2 separate regions of the Rattus norvegicus genome follow, and region 1 is linked to region 2. The links are chromatin contacts, called in public Hi-C maps. All regions are on one chromosome and are shown on one strand. Each heading gives the region's core, a stretch centred on a gene start, on an enhancer-like site or on the middle of the called end of the contact. The rest is flanking DNA. Distances are from core to core; before and after follow the strand shown. Region 1 holds the start of Utp14a (UTP14A small subunit processome component). Region 2 overlaps LOC134484146 (a long non-coding RNA gene).

Region 1 (3,625 bases), core at 995-3,494, 240 kb before region 2:
TTGATGCTTTCTTTCTCCATCACTGCCCGCCTAGACACAGAAAAGGAAAATCCATCAGGACAATGAAAGGAGGGAAGAGACAACTTGGAAAAAAGTCCATATAAAAATTTTGGTTCTGGTTGTTGGAGAAGGGAATCAGATGAGATATTATATGCAAACACTCTAATACAAGCTGGAATTGGAACTAGGAATTGTTTCAGAATCCAACATCTTCACAAGCAATGTAAATCCTTGGTAATTTGGGAGCTAATATCCTGATTTTCAGAATATAGCTAAAAATATACATAAAGTGTAATAGTTCAATTCATAGCCACAGTTATCAAAGTGGTTTTTTTTCCCTCAGGAGAAAACCCCCACTGGCCTTTTTGAGCCAGGGTCTCACTATGTAACCCTAGCTAGCCTGGAACTTGCTCTTTAGACCAGGCTGGCCTCAAAATCATAAAGATCCACCAGGCTCTGCTTCCCGAACGCTGGTATTAAGATATTTTACACAGGAGGAAAAACAACTTAAGTAGTTTTGTCACAGGAATAGGTTTAAGATTCAGTTAGCTTCAGAGCAAATTCTAGCATAGCCAGAGCTGCACAGAGAAACCTTGTCTTGAAACCCTCCCCAAAAACAATACCACCCCCCAAAAGACATCATATGTTAGAATTGTATTCACCTCCCCTTACACACACATTTTTATTCCCCTTTCGTCTCCAGGAATGTTTTGATCACCATCATTTTGAGACAGTTCAACAGCTCTCACCTACCTCATCTTCACTGTCACTCAAAGGGTAGTTGGTTGGCAAATCCATTAGATCGTCCTGCTGGCTCAAAGCCAGAAGGCTGTTTTAAAAAGACAACATAGAAACATGAAACAACTCTTCTAATTAAAATAACCTTTGAACAAACAGTTCTCAACCTGGGGGTCAAGACCCACAGGGGCCAAAAGGTCCTCTCCCATGAGTCACATATCAGATATTATGCACGTTACAATTAAAAACAATAGCAAAATTTCAGTTATGAAGCAGCAAAACTTTATGGTGGTGGTGGGGTTGTCACCACAACATAAGGAACTGCAGGGCTGCAGCATTAGGAAGGTTGAGAACTACTGGTCTAAAATATCAGTTTGTTCAGTTCTAAGTATTCTTATCTGAGAAGAGGTGCAAAAACAAAACAGAAGGTAATTAGTTAAACTGTCTTAGAAGGGAGTCAGGTATCACTTCCAAGATGACAATATCGGCATGGGAAAGACAACATTGGTTAGTGGCTAATACTATATTTCTATTACTTACGGTGCTTCAATTTCCCATTGACGATACTGCTGTCCTTTGAGGCAAAGGTAGTTTCCTAATTAACCATTTAAACGTGGTTTTTGGTTTTTCTTTTGAGAGTTTTTCTGTGTAGCGTTAGGTGACCTGGACCTTGCTTTGTAGACCAGCCTGACTTAGAACTCACAGAGCCTGCCTCTGCCTCCCAAGTGCTGGGATTAAGACATGGGTAACCTTTTAAACATTCTACTGATGCTTCTATGCATCTCTCACCGGTCAGGTGCCTTGATTAAGTGCAACTTATTGAAACTTTAACCGTGATAATTTGTTCCCAGAACTGGGGAAATAGGGGAATGATTGAAACCAACGAGTAAACGGGTGCTTAATGTGATTAGAATTTAGGAAGAGTCTACTAACACTTACCAGTGGATCTCGGTATTTACTAGGCAAACATTACCAAATGGACTACATTTAGATTTTCTAAGATTGAGGGGTAACACAGGAAATACCAGAGGGGAGGAAACACTGTGGATGACTCTCGTACAACTTGGCAGAAACACTGTGGATGACTCTCGCACAACTTGGCACTCAACTGCCTGCGCAGGTCGCGCGTGGCAGCGGCAGAAAATGGGCACGTGACAAAGGGAAATCAACAGTAACTTTAAAGGAAATCGATAATAAATCTGCCAAGAGGCAGACGATCATCAGGCCTAATAGCGATGCAACTTAAGAGCCGAGAAACAGGAGCGAAATCTATTTAAATTAAGGGGCTTTAGGATTAATCGCCGATACATTAACTATTGGCAGGGTCTTGGGAGGCGAATCTCAAACAAACTACTGTTTGTTAGAAGATGGCTTCCACTTCCCTAAATGCAGGAAATTCAGCCCTCAAATATACCCGGGAATCTCCTTTCCCTTTTACGTCTTACCCCTTCGTAGCTTTGATCGCGCTCATCTTAGTAGCCGGTAACTCACATGGGTCAAGAACGGAAGCCAAAGAGAGAGCAACCTCTTTGCCTGCCGCAAAGCAATTTTTGCTTCCGCCAATCACGCACGACATTCTCGTCATTTCCGCCCAGGGAGAGGTTTGCAAAGTATTGGCGGCGCTTCAGGATTGGTCGATGTTAAAACCCGGCTGCCTGCCAGTGGGCCGTACTGTCCGTGGGTGGGACTTGGCAGTCCCAATTCTTGGAGGTTTGAAGCTTACCTGTGTTATTTTCCCCGCGTTTGGTTTTCTTGCCGTCCAAGATTAGTGAGGTGAGGGCGAGGTTGTAATGCTGTCAGGGACGGAGCTAAAACCAAAACCAAACAAAGCGTCCAGAGCCAAGCCCCGTTGGACTCTGTCACACAACTCAGGACTGGCCAGCTCCAGACTGTGTTGAACTCCCGCATAGTGGCCAGAAAGATCTCGGAGACGTCCGAGACGTGAACAGAGCAAGTTTCTTTCCATCTTAAGGGAAATTCCTTTTGATCCGGTGTACAGGCGATTGCAGATCACTGTTCCCTTTTACTATACAAGAAAATGTCACTCAAGAATGAGATATGAGGCAGAAAGGTCTCTTCAACTACATCTGGTGCAACATAGTAGGACCCTTACACACACACACACACACACACACACACACACACACACACACACACGTTTTATCCGGGCCAAAGCTCGCTGGCAGACTGTAGCACAGGCATGAGGCACAAGGTCCTATTACGACAGTTCGTATATAGTTCTGGCTAGCCTTAGTTTGGTGACCCCGTTGCCTCAGTACTCCACCTGCTGGGATTACATGCTTGTACCACGTCTGGCATACTGATTTTTAAATAAATATATCTATGTGTGTGAGCTCACTTGTATGTGTATATGTGTACACTGCACATATTGAAATCAGAACAACTTGTAGTAATTTCTTCCACCATCAGGCTTCAGGGGATTAGATTTAGGTTCTCAGGGTTGCAGGTCAAATGCATTTGGCCAGCCTGAGACTTCTTGCATAAAAATATTCTTGCCCTTAAGTCCAAGTGGATCAAGGACCTCCACATCAAACCAGATACACTCAAACTAATAGAAGAAAAACTGGGGCAGCATCTTGAACACATGGGCACTGGAAAAAATTTCCTGAACAAAACACCAATGGCTTATGCTCTAAGATCAAGAATCGACAAATGGGATCTCATAAAACTGCAAAGCTCCTGTAAGGCAAAGGACACTGTGTTAGGACAAAACGGCAACCAACAGATTGGGAAAAGATCTTTACCAATCCTACAACAGATAGAGGCCTTATATCCAAAATATACAAAGAACTCAAGAAGTTAGACCGCATGGAGACAAATAACCCTATTAAAAAATGGGGTTCAGGGCTGGAGAGATGGCTCAGTG
Region 2 (3,586 bases), core at 1,040-3,539:
CATTGGCTGAACTCTGGGCTGGACTATCTAAATACCCCAAAAGCATAGAGAACTCCTGGTGTTTATGCTACTTGACCCCGTGTCTGTGGTTCTCAGTGGGGTGTCATGGGGGTGTTCCACAGCAGGGAGAGGCAGGTAGGGAATGGGTCCACTCCTGCTGTTCTCAATTCTGAGATTCTCAGGGTTCGAGTTCATTTAACCTTACCATTCTCATGCCTGTCTGGTAACAAGATCTCACATATCCTACATAAAAATACTACCCTCCCCGCCCAATCTCAGCAAGCAAAATCCCCTGGAGAGGTCATTAGCTGAGTATTTGAGCCACTACATTGAGACAAAAATGAATCCCCGAACTTGACTCAAAGGGAAAGCTTCTGGGTGTGTGAGCAGAATGATAGGAGCTCAGGAAAAGCTTCTAGAAATCAGCTTCACGTAAGTGCTCATGCGCAGGCATCACTGTGTGCTTTTTCCTTAGGTCGAGCACAGCAGTCACACCCTTAGCATTTCTAAGATGTACCCTGGCTGGGTCCCCTAATTGTGGCTGTGACTCTTTCATGCACAAGTGCAAGAAGGGAGGAGGCTGCCCTCCAATTACCACTGCCAGGCAGGGCTCTTCTTTCGTCCACCCCACACACCTTGCTCTTTCCATCTGCTGTCCTCTCGATATGGTGGTCCTAAGTTCTGAGAAGGGTTGTAGCGCAAAGGAAGCTGTCATGCCAGCTCTGCCACTTGATAACTGGGTCCCTACTCATCCACCTGTCTTCACTTCCCTTACTATACTGTGGACGTGACCCCTTGTACCCCTTGTTTGGGTCTTTAGGCTCGGTGAAGAGATTGAAACTAAAAGCAACCTGAAAAGAAAACCACTACTAGAAGCATGCTAGTGGAGAGAGTTCAAAGCTCCTGGATCGGTACAGAGAGCCCTGCCCTTGGGAAGACTCTCTCTCTCTCTCTCTCTCTCTCTCTCTCTCTCTCTCTCTCTCTCTCTCTCTCTCTCTCTCCCCTAGATGGTGCAGGAGGATGCATAGCTAACAGTCACACTTGGTGGGAACTTCAGCTGAACCATCATATCATAAGGCAAGCTAATATTTATGGAGTACTGATGTGCTAGGTATTCTGTCTGCTTTACATCTGCCCTACTCATTGAGTCCCCAAGACAACTCCACCAGGCAGAAACTCTCATTCCCTTTTCTATGGACAGGGAAAGCAAAGTTCAATAAGCAATTTGCCTAAAGTCACACAGCTAGCAAGCTGTGCCAAGAATTAGAGATTGCAGTCCAGGTCTATGACTGAACCGTCTATACAATCCTTGCCCAGCAGTTGTTTTGTCTCTGCTTGCTTACCTCCAGGAATGAGGAGTTCATTATCTCTCAGGGTAGCCTGCTTTGGTTTCACACAGCCGTAGCTGGCAGACTCTTCTGGCAAGTTTACCCAAGTTTTAGTGACACAGACAGCACAATGATATAAATTTCCTGAAGATACAAGTAAGGAATATGTTATACAAATATTCATCTTGTTCATCCTTATACAGCAAAACTGAGGATTTCTTTGAACTCAGAGAAATCTTGATGCCACTCTTAGGGGGCTGGCATTCAGTCACACATCTCCTCTTATCACCGGATCCCCCAAGGGACCTAGGCTTCTTTGGTACCCCATGGTCCTAATGCAGTGGCTGAGAACAAGGCAGGGTTGAAGCAGGAAGTAAAATGGTTCTATCCACCTCAACATTCTTTTCAGCTGAGAACAGTGGGTAATCAGGCCTTGTCTCTAGTTGTAACCCAGAGCATCCACAGCACCCAGTGTATTGATAAGTGCTCAGTGATGCCAAATGAATGAATGAGCTCCAAGAGTGTGAAGTGCAAGCCTCCTCTCTGGCTGGCCTCAATTGCCTGGAAGAGTTAGTTTTGCATCCTGCATTGAGAGCCTTAAAAGCAGCATTTCCATGGTAACAAAGCATAGACTTGCCACTCTGTAGGGCCAAATTCTTTTCTGTCATACAGAATCTGAGCTCACTCCAGAAAAAAAAAATACCCCAAATGCCTCCAGTGTCTGAGTAGCAAGCAACTGTCAGTTGGGAGACCTGAGGAATAGGCACTGCCAAGGGCAGATCCCCCAGAGGATACCTCCTCAGGGAAGTTCTTGGGCCCATCAACCTCGCTGGAGTTTCCATGGTAACAACACTAGGCTAATGGGTTGCCAGGGTGACAGCGCGCTACTGCTAAGATTGCACGGGACTGGCCCACACAGGGCCACCGAGTTGAAAAGATGCTAATAACACCTTTCTGAGTCTCTATGACAACAACACTCAAACACCCTGTCGGCTTTGTCCTGAATGCAGATTAGACCCGTACCCTTCACCCTCAGCAAAGAATGTCCTGGAAGGTGGGCCCCCCAGCCCAGTGTGTTTTGGATTTTGCTCCTGCTCTTGCTTCCCAGAGGGAAGACCCAGATTTGTTTCCTTCCTCAGCCTCTCTCTGCTTACCAGTCTGATTCTCAGGGTGCCAGGTTGAAACAGCCTGGGTCTGGGGAACGGGGCTTGGCCTGTGTGAGCAAATAGAGCTTTGGCTACCTTCGGGGTCCCGTGCTTCTCTCACCGCGGCTGTTTTTAGGCTACTTGAGTTCAGGAGCAAAGCCAGAAGTGCCCTGCCAGACTTCTCAAACTCTTTGCAAATCCATAGCCTAGATAAATTGGATCAAAGCAAGATCAAAGCCCTCAGCATCAACCATTGAGTCTCATTCTTCTTCCTACCAGAGTCCCCTGGAGGCACCCACAATCCTGTGAGACACAATTTGAAAAGTCTCAACTTTGGATCATTTCGAACTTGGAATCTTTGACTTCCCAGGGACTACTCCCACTTGTAGGTTTTCTACCTGTTTGTGGAGTTAATTTCTAAAAAGAAAGAAAAGAAAGTGTGTTGGGGGGAAGGTTCCATGGTGGGGCAGGGCAAAAGCATTTAGGACAGACTTTCCAGAATTGACTTTCACACTTGTTATGAGCTAGTCAGTAGTTTAGGACATGCTTGCTGTGCCAGCCATAATGTCTTCTTCAGAACAAGCTATCAAGGCAGGCATGACTGGGTCCATTTAATGCAGAACAAAGGAAGCTCAAGGCAGGGAAAAGTGAACCCTGGTGCACCAGCCTGGGTGAACATCTCTTCACAAGGGGTGCTACTTAAGAGCTCCAGCCGAGAATTCTGTGAGCAGTGTTGACCTATGACCTCTCTCTGGTGACAATGAGCTGAAGCAGGTGGATTCATCCAAGTCATTAGAGACCCCTTACCCCCCGCCCCACCCCAGGCCCCTGTCATTATCCACATGCAACACACTGCCATGTCAGAGGGAAGCATTCTCTCTTCACGACGTTGTGCAGCTGCGGGCCATAAAAGGCATATGATTTTGTTAGGATGCGGATAGCTATGATGATTCCCAGTTACCATGGAAACTCAGGAAGGTGTATGCCCATCAATTGCATCAAAGGTCTGGACTCATTGGGTGTGGTAGTTCACACCTAAACTCCAAAGACTTGGAAAGCTGAGGCAGAGGCTCTACACAGCAGACCGTGTCTTAAATTGAACTCAAGTAAAAT

The links. Hi-C and Micro-C count contacts between places; a contact is called where the count stands out from the background.
Region 1: a Hi-C map of frontal cortex shows a contact between it and region 2, with 2.3 times the contacts expected there. The contact joins the promoter of Utp14a here to the enhancer-like site in region 2.

Annotation. Positions count from the first base shown.
Region 1 is chrX:132,315,859-132,319,483 of GRCr8, reverse strand. Utp14a (UTP14A small subunit processome component) reads right to left here and starts at 2,244. Exons shown (of 15, transcript NM_001014113.2): 1 at 2,184-2,244; 2 at 754-829; 3 at 1-30. The coding sequence starts at 2,209.
Region 2 is chrX:132,072,079-132,075,664 of GRCr8, reverse strand. It overlaps LOC134484146 (a long non-coding RNA gene), which reads right to left. Exons shown (of 4, transcript XR_010061552.1): 3 at 1,344-1,472. It also overlaps a transcript of Apln not described here. Among named protein-coding and RNA genes, the nearest start is that of Apln, 17 kb to the left of the region's middle. Within about 2 kb of position 2,289, at least 7 of the 93 cell types and tissues checked have an H3K27ac peak or open chromatin away from gene starts, as enhancers often do.